2 separate regions of the Macaca mulatta genome follow, and region 1 is linked to region 2. The links are chromatin contacts, called in public Hi-C maps. All regions are on one chromosome and are shown on one strand. Each heading gives the region's core, a stretch centred on a gene start, on an enhancer-like site or on the middle of the called end of the contact. The rest is flanking DNA. Distances are from core to core; before and after follow the strand shown.

The links. Hi-C and Micro-C count contacts between places; a contact is called where the count stands out from the background.
Region 1: a contact with region 2 is called in a Hi-C map of fetal cortex germinal zone, with 1.8 times the contacts expected there. The contact joins the promoter of PSMA5 here to the promoter of ATXN7L2 in region 2. A contact is called at or near these places in 4 of 14 Hi-C or Micro-C datasets (CD4 T cells, fetal cortex germinal zone, fibroblasts and 1 more).

Annotation. Positions count from the first base shown.
Region 1 is chr1:130,777,688-130,781,317 of T2T-MMU8v2.0, forward strand. PSMA5 (proteasome 20S subunit alpha 5) reads left to right here and starts at 2,000. Exons shown (of 9, transcript NM_001260609.2): 1 at 2,000-2,111. The coding sequence starts at 2,083.
Region 2 is chr1:130,719,550-130,723,070 of T2T-MMU8v2.0, forward strand. It overlaps ATXN7L2 (ataxin 7 like 2), which reads right to left and starts at 2,242. Exons shown (of 12, transcript XM_015147731.3): 1 at 2,024-2,242; 2 at 1-44. The coding sequence starts at 2,150.

The sequences.
Region 1 (3,630 bases), core at 750-3,249, 58 kb after region 2:
AGATGGAGTCTCACTCCATCTGTCACTCAGGCTGGAATGCAGTGGTGAGATCTTGGCTCACCGCAACCTCCGCCTCCCAGGTTCAAGCAACTCTCTGCCTCAGCCTCCCGAGTAGCTGGGATCACAGGCACCCACCACCATGCCCGGCTAATTTTTGTATTTTTAGTAGAGACAGGGTTTCACCATCTTGGCCAGGCTGGTCTTGAACTCCTGACCTCATGATCCACCCGCCTCGGCCTCCCAAAGTGCTGGGATTACGGGCGTGAGACCCCGCGCCTGGCCATAAAAGAACTTCTAAAGAGCAGCTGTAGTCAATTTACAACCAAGACTTTTCCATAGAACATAACTGATAAGGCGAAAACAAAACAAAAAAAAGCCTGTCAGAAAACTGACAAGAAAGCTAAAAATTACCATTCTTTTCTCAGAAATCTAACAGATCCCTGAGGATTGCTACTTGGAGTTTTTCCTCAGTTTTATTAGTGCTAAACATCTGATTGGCCAGGGATGACCAAACTAAATTCCTACTGAATCCATGAAGGAAGTCAGAAAATAACGGGTGGGGAAAACAGATGTTGGCTAATACTCAAAAGGCATATTTGTACATTTCCTAGACCTTTGAAATGCCTTGGTGACTTACAAACCTAATCTAGGACCAAGAATGAACTTTACTGGAAAGATACAGGCCTTCAGAGGTTAAGGACTCGACTAGTGGTATCACATTAATAACTGGAAATGAGATGCTGCCATTTCCCTTTCTAGCATAAATGACTTCTTTCCCCCGACTCCAGCTTTATTAAGGTGTAAGAGACAAATAGAAATTGTTCATGTTTATAGTATACAACGTGACGTTTTGATATACATATACACACACTGCGAATAATGAAGCTAATCAACATAATCCATCACCTCACATACTTTCCTGTGGTGAGAACATTTAAGGTGTACCCTCTTCACAATTTCAAGTACACAATACATGATTATTAACTATAGAACTCATCCACCTTGTCTGACTGAAACTTTGTATCATTTGACCAATATTTCCCTCTATTCCCCACCCCCGTGCCAAGAGTTCGTACTTGCCTTTCTTGAACAAATACTTCAATTATAGTGTTATTTCGAAGCTGTAAAGTTGCTCCTTAAGCAACTTATTGAAGGGAAGCAGGAAGCGTCGATAAAGAAAGCGCTCTTTTTTTTTTTTTTTTTCCGGATAGGTTTTGGCTGTTGCCCAGGTTGCAGTGCAATGGCACGATGTGGGCTCACAGAAAACACTTATTTTTTTTTAACAAATAACAGAAAAAGCAGTGAATATTTTGAAGTCGGATCCTGAACTCTAGGTTATTTAGGTCTGAAACCTGTACTAGGTGGAGGGGTGCAAGAAAGAGTTGATAAAATTACCTTAACCATATGGAAACTCGAAGACTTTCTTACATACTAACCCCTCGCCCCCTGCTTTTCTCAATAAACGAGCCAAACTGGCTGAAGCTAAGGGACTAGTCCGCGGCGCCGGCTCAGACCCACTGTAGCGGACCCGTTGCCGTCCAAAGTCCTGGAGCCTTCGACCCGGCAAGGAGAACACCGCGGAGGAACCCTAAGAGAGGGAACCCTGCGAAGAGAAAGTAGGTGGGGCCCTTGCAGGAAACCGGGCCAAAGTACTCTAGCTGGGATTACGGGAGCCGGCGAGGGACCTATTAAGTCAGGGTTCAGACAGCCCAGCTCTGCGTGCAAGCCCTTTCAATTGCCAGTCTTGGGGCGGGCTCACACCTTCTCTAAAAGGCTAACTCACTACACGCCTCGGGTTCCAATCGTCCCTAGCAACCACCCGAGATTTAAGGCGGAAGTACCTCACTGGTCCTCCTCCTCCGGACCAACCATGCCCTGGCGAGGAAGCGCGTTGGCCCAATCACCTCAGCGGGAACTACTATTAGCCAATAGGAAGCAGGCACAGGAAGGCGGGCTAAAGAGGTCGCGGTCGCACGCGCAGTTGGTCTTTGGTACTGTGGCGGTGTGGGTGAGTTGGGCGCCGGTGTAGTCGTGTTGGTCCTCAGAATCCCCGCGTAGCCGCTGCCTCCTCCTGCCCTCGCCATGTTTCTCACCCGGTCTGAGTACGACAGGTCCGTGCGGCTGGGGGACGTCGGGTGGGAATTACGGGTGGGCAGGCCCGGGACCTGGCCGGGCGGCCTGGGTTCTGCCGTGTCATGGGGCTCCCCAGGAACCCGAGATTGGCCGGACCTGGGGATCTCTTGCCTTCCTTAGGCGCCCGCCGTGGTTCCCCAAGGTAGACCACATCGGCGGCACTTGTCCTACCGCTGAGTCACCCCCTGGGTCCTAACTCAGTGCGGAAGCGAGAAGCTCCGACTTGTGCTTGGTAAAGAAGGCGTGAGGAGCCGGTGGTACTCCTAACTTGAACCCGGAGAGGGCCAAGGGTCACCCCTTGCCCCGTTCATCTTTTCGTGCCTAGTATGACTGCCTTAAACAAACAAACAAAAAGTTAAACGTGCCTCCTGGCAGAAAAAGCAACTGGTTTGTAGTAGGGCATGCTGCGATGTATAGTTTCTGCAGAAGCGCGAACGCAGTCGTAGCTTTGGCTGGATATATTGTCTGGAGTCTGATTTTATAGGAACTGGAATTTAGAGTGGTTTTCAAGAGATTTCTCATCATGCTGATTCCAACTGACCAAAATTTTTCTGACTTTTTAAAAGTTTAAAGCAAATTTTAAAAAACTTGTGGTGTGAAAATGTGCACAATATTAAGTTGTACATATTTATGCTGTAGACATTTTTACTTTCAGTTTCTGTTTTCATGAGTTAAGTTTTTACATAGCTACTAAGTTTTTTTTTTTTTTAAGTCAGGGAAGGCAGACATTTTCTTTGTACTGAGTGGTGTCAGAAGCTGCATTTCCTGTCAAGTATATGCTGATCCTGTCAAGTATATGCTGACCACTTGCAGTTACCACTTTTTCATCTTTTTTTACTGACTCATAGAAGATGTGTGTGAAGTTTTGACATATTTCCCCACTGTCCTACAAAGTGACTTTGTTGGTCGATATTTAACTTCCAGAACATTGAAGAGAATCATCCTCGGGTGACATATAATTTTGAGTTAGGGTGTGTATGATAGAAATTGTTATCCTTATCAGAAATCATTTATTAAATTTTGTGGCCATTTACTTAACATATGTATTGACTGCTTTGTTAATTATTTTTCTGTCTTCCCAAGACGGCCTAAAATACATCCCTTTTTATTCTCTTAGTTAATGTGCTTGAGTGCTTGCTGTGAACAAGGCACTGTTCTAGGTGCTGGTGCTACAGCAATGGACAAAATCAAGCTCCTTGCTCTCATATAGGAGACTCTTTTGAGACAAAGTCTCGCTCTGTCGCCCAGGCTGGAGTGCAGTGATGTGATCTTGGTTCACTGCAACCTCCGCCTCCCGGGTTTTGTTTGTTTGTTTGTTTTTGAGACGAGAGGGAGTCTTGCTCTGGCGCCAGGCTGCAGTGCAGTGACATGATCTTGGCTCACTGCAACCTCCGCCTCCCGGGTTCAAGCGATTCTCCTGCCTCAGTCTCCCAAGTAGCTGGGACTACAGACACGCACCACCACGCCCAGCTAATTTTTGTATTTTTAGTAGAGACG
Region 2 (3,521 bases), core at 992-3,491:
ATCCAACTTCTTCATGTTTTTGCTACTCTCCTCCAGCTCAGCCCCTAGAGGAGAAACACAGCTCAGAAGGTTCAGGGCCAGTTTTAGGGAGTCTCCAGCCTCCCCTTACCAGAGACTGTTCTTCCCAGAAGACAGCCCAGAGGTTGTCCCCTTTCCAGAAGCCCCAAGCAGGGCCTGCAGCTCAACAGTATGAAGCCCACACTCCATGACAAGCTCCTGGTGTGAGGACCACTTGGGGAACCTTTCAGTGGGTCATTCTCAGATGCCCATCTTCCTTCACCTGCTGCATCTGGACTAAGACGGTCCCACTAAGAAGAATCCATCCGCCTTTCTTATAGGACCCTTCACCTCAAGGTGCAGTTCAGGGCTCCACTGCTAACTAGTTGGGTGACTGTGGGTAAATATCATCTCTTTTCTGGGCCTGCTTCCCCATTTAAAGGGGAAACAGTCCTTAACGAAGTTTTCTATCCCTGAGTCTCTTCTTGAGATTTCTCAGATGGGTCCTTTCTGCTACTATGTGGCATCCCAAATAGATACTCTCCCAGGTCCCCACCCCCATGAATTCAATTTTGCTCCACCTGGGTTACCATAGCATTGTCAAAGTTACACCCAGCTTCTCAGGTCCTGCACTGATAGGATGGTCACAGAGCAGAAAAACTGCTGTCTTTGGTCCTTGAGCATCTTCAAAGTCTCCTTGGTCAGCTATGCAAGTCCCTCCCCTTCTTAGAGGGGCTTTGGGCAGGGGTTGCCCTTGTACCTCAGTTTCTGGGTTAATGACAAAAACATCTTAGCTGTGCAAAGCAGCTTTTTCCCCATCCCCCTACCTCTCTCCTCCCCCCTCCCTCCTCTACGCCCCCTCCCTGTCCCTTGGAAAAAAAAAATCAATTCTGAGTCACCAAACCCGTCTGACTCCATTTCCGGTTCTCAATGCACCCAGACCCTGACAATGGCCCCATCCTTGCCCACCCAGCATGGGGCAGTCCCAGGGTGGCCTGGGCTCCCGCTTAGGTCTGATCTCTGATGCTCATTAACAGATATGCTCCTTTCTAGGATGAGAAGATTGTTGACAATCTTATATAATATCCAGATTATGAGGGGTGGTGGGTTAGGCACGCAAGAGACAAGGGGCAGCTCCCACTCTTAAGTCCGTGAAATGCAAGTGCGGGGAATGATGGACAGAACAAAACTGGGAGTCGGATGTCTCAGAGGAGAACAAGTGTCATTAGAGACCCCTCCATGCAGTCTCCTCCTCCACCTCTTCTCACTTGCAAACTTCTTCAGGGGCGTGATGCCTGCTGTCACCCCGAAAGGCCACGAGGCCAGGTGCTCCCTGGGGCCCAGAAGACAAAGATCAGAAGAAGGGGCTGTAGGCCCGCTCACTAAGACACTCAGGGGCCTAGAGAAGGTGAGAGTCAGAGGAGAGAGCCAAGAGGCAGGGCAAGAGGCCTGGGAAAGGACAGTGGGTTAGAGGCATGGATGGATGGACCGAAGGATGGAGGGAGGGAGGGAGGATAGATGGATGGACGGACGAACTAACGCGGAGGGGGCGGGGGTCTAAAAGCACTGCAGCTGCAGGCAAATGCCGAAAAGGAGCAGGAGGTGTGGGGCAAAAGGCGAAGGAACAAGGAGGGTGAGGAAGGGGGCACAGAAGTGGGGTGCGTGGGAAACACGTGGAGAAGACTGTTGCGGACAGGGAAAGCCGGAGGCAGGTGCAGGAGGGGCGCGAGCTGGGGGGCAGCAGGCAAGGAGAAAGATAAAGGCAAGCCTATGTGGGGGGCAGGTATTGGGGACTGGCAGAGGCAGAGATGGGCAGGGTGGGCTGTAAGCGGTGAGCCGGCGCTAGGACCCGGAGGCGCGAAGGTGACGGAGCAGGCGGGCACTAGGACCCGGCGGGTCCTTTGTTTGGGGGGCCGGGGAGCCGGACGGCGGCTCCAGTCGGCGGCTCCCCTCAGCTGGCGGGGGCCCGGAAGGGGGGAGGGGAGATAGTGATGGGGTCCCCGGACTTTAGGATGGCTTCACTCACCGTCAGTCGCGGGCAGGTCGGCCCGCTCCACCCACGAGCTCCAGCTCTGTCCCGCGAAGTCATCGAGACTCGGCACCCGCCGCTCCAGAGCGGCCATTGCTGCCGCCGCGCGTTCACGCACCGCCATCACCGCCGCGGACGCGCGCCCGCCCTGGCGCCGCCGCCGCGCGGCCCCCTCCCCCTCGCCCCGTCGCGGGCACGCCTCCCCTCTCCCCCCCACCTGCCTTTCCAGCTCAGTCTTTGCGCAAGCGCAGCACAGGTTGCCTGTTCCCGGCCCCTCTCCCTCCCGCACAGCTTTCTGGGAAGTGTAGTCTTGGAGCGGATGCTATTGCCTACCGAGCTTGCAGCAAGAGTCCCTCCGAAATGCACAATTACAGGGGGAAAAAAGAAGACCAAAGCTCCAGGATCTCCTCTTCTAATCCTTATGCACACATTATTTGTGCTACCAGTCCACTCTCCCAAGCTCACTGCACCTCTCCCCAGCCCCAAACCTCTCTCAGCCCAGACACCCCTCTAAGCCATGCGTCCGCCAGCTGGCTGGCGCCCCTTCCCGGGCTGGCGGCCACGAAGCGACTCCGCTCCCCTGTAGATCGAATAGGGTAGGTGCAGGGAGGTGGGCGCTGTGAATCAGAAGGGCAAGGGGAGGGAGTCTGTAGGATGTGCTGAAGGACACCGGGGTGGTGTGGGGGAGGGCCTCGGCTCCCGTGTCGTGCCTCCTCTGTGGGAAACCCACACTGCCCTGATACAGAGCAGAGGGTTGGAGTGGCGTTGTCTGGATTTGAGAGGACCTGGCCAAGCTGACCAAAATCACCTGTCACGATGACAGAAGGCTGTCTCCGAGCCAGAGCCAGCCCTGGAACTGGGGTGGCCCCGAGGCGGCTGGTGTTTGCAGCATCTCTGCTGATCCGTCTCTCTTCTCCTGAGAACTGCGATCGATACCCTGTACCGCCTCTTCCCAAACCCTGGCTGGACCCTGACTCCATCCATCACTTGGCCTTCTTTTTCTAATGAATACTTTCTCTGCTGGAAGGGCTGCTTCTGAAGCCTCGGCATAGGGAGATTTCTCATCAGAGCTGTCATCTTCCTTGCTAAGGTCTGGAAAGTACCTTAATCATCCATTTATTTCATCTTCTCAGCTGATAACATTTCTTCCCACCCTCACACAATCAAGAGACAAAAGTCTGCCTCCTCCATTTCCCACCCAACCCCCCATCACATTAAAAAAGAAATACTAATCCTTTTTCCTCCTCAACGTCTCACACCTCACCCCCTACTCTTGACCCTTTAGCTAAGGGAAAAACAAGTTTGGGAGCAAGACCTTAGATTTTCTTCTTTTCATCCAGGGAAGGTATAAGTACTTCAAGAATAATCTCTGAGGGCAGGGAATCTCAACCTGAGACCCACAGATGATCCCTAGGGCATCCAGGAATCTGCTAAAAATTAAATGTTCAGTTGTACTCAAGTGTATTTTTCTAGGGGATGTAAATGTAGTGTGTGA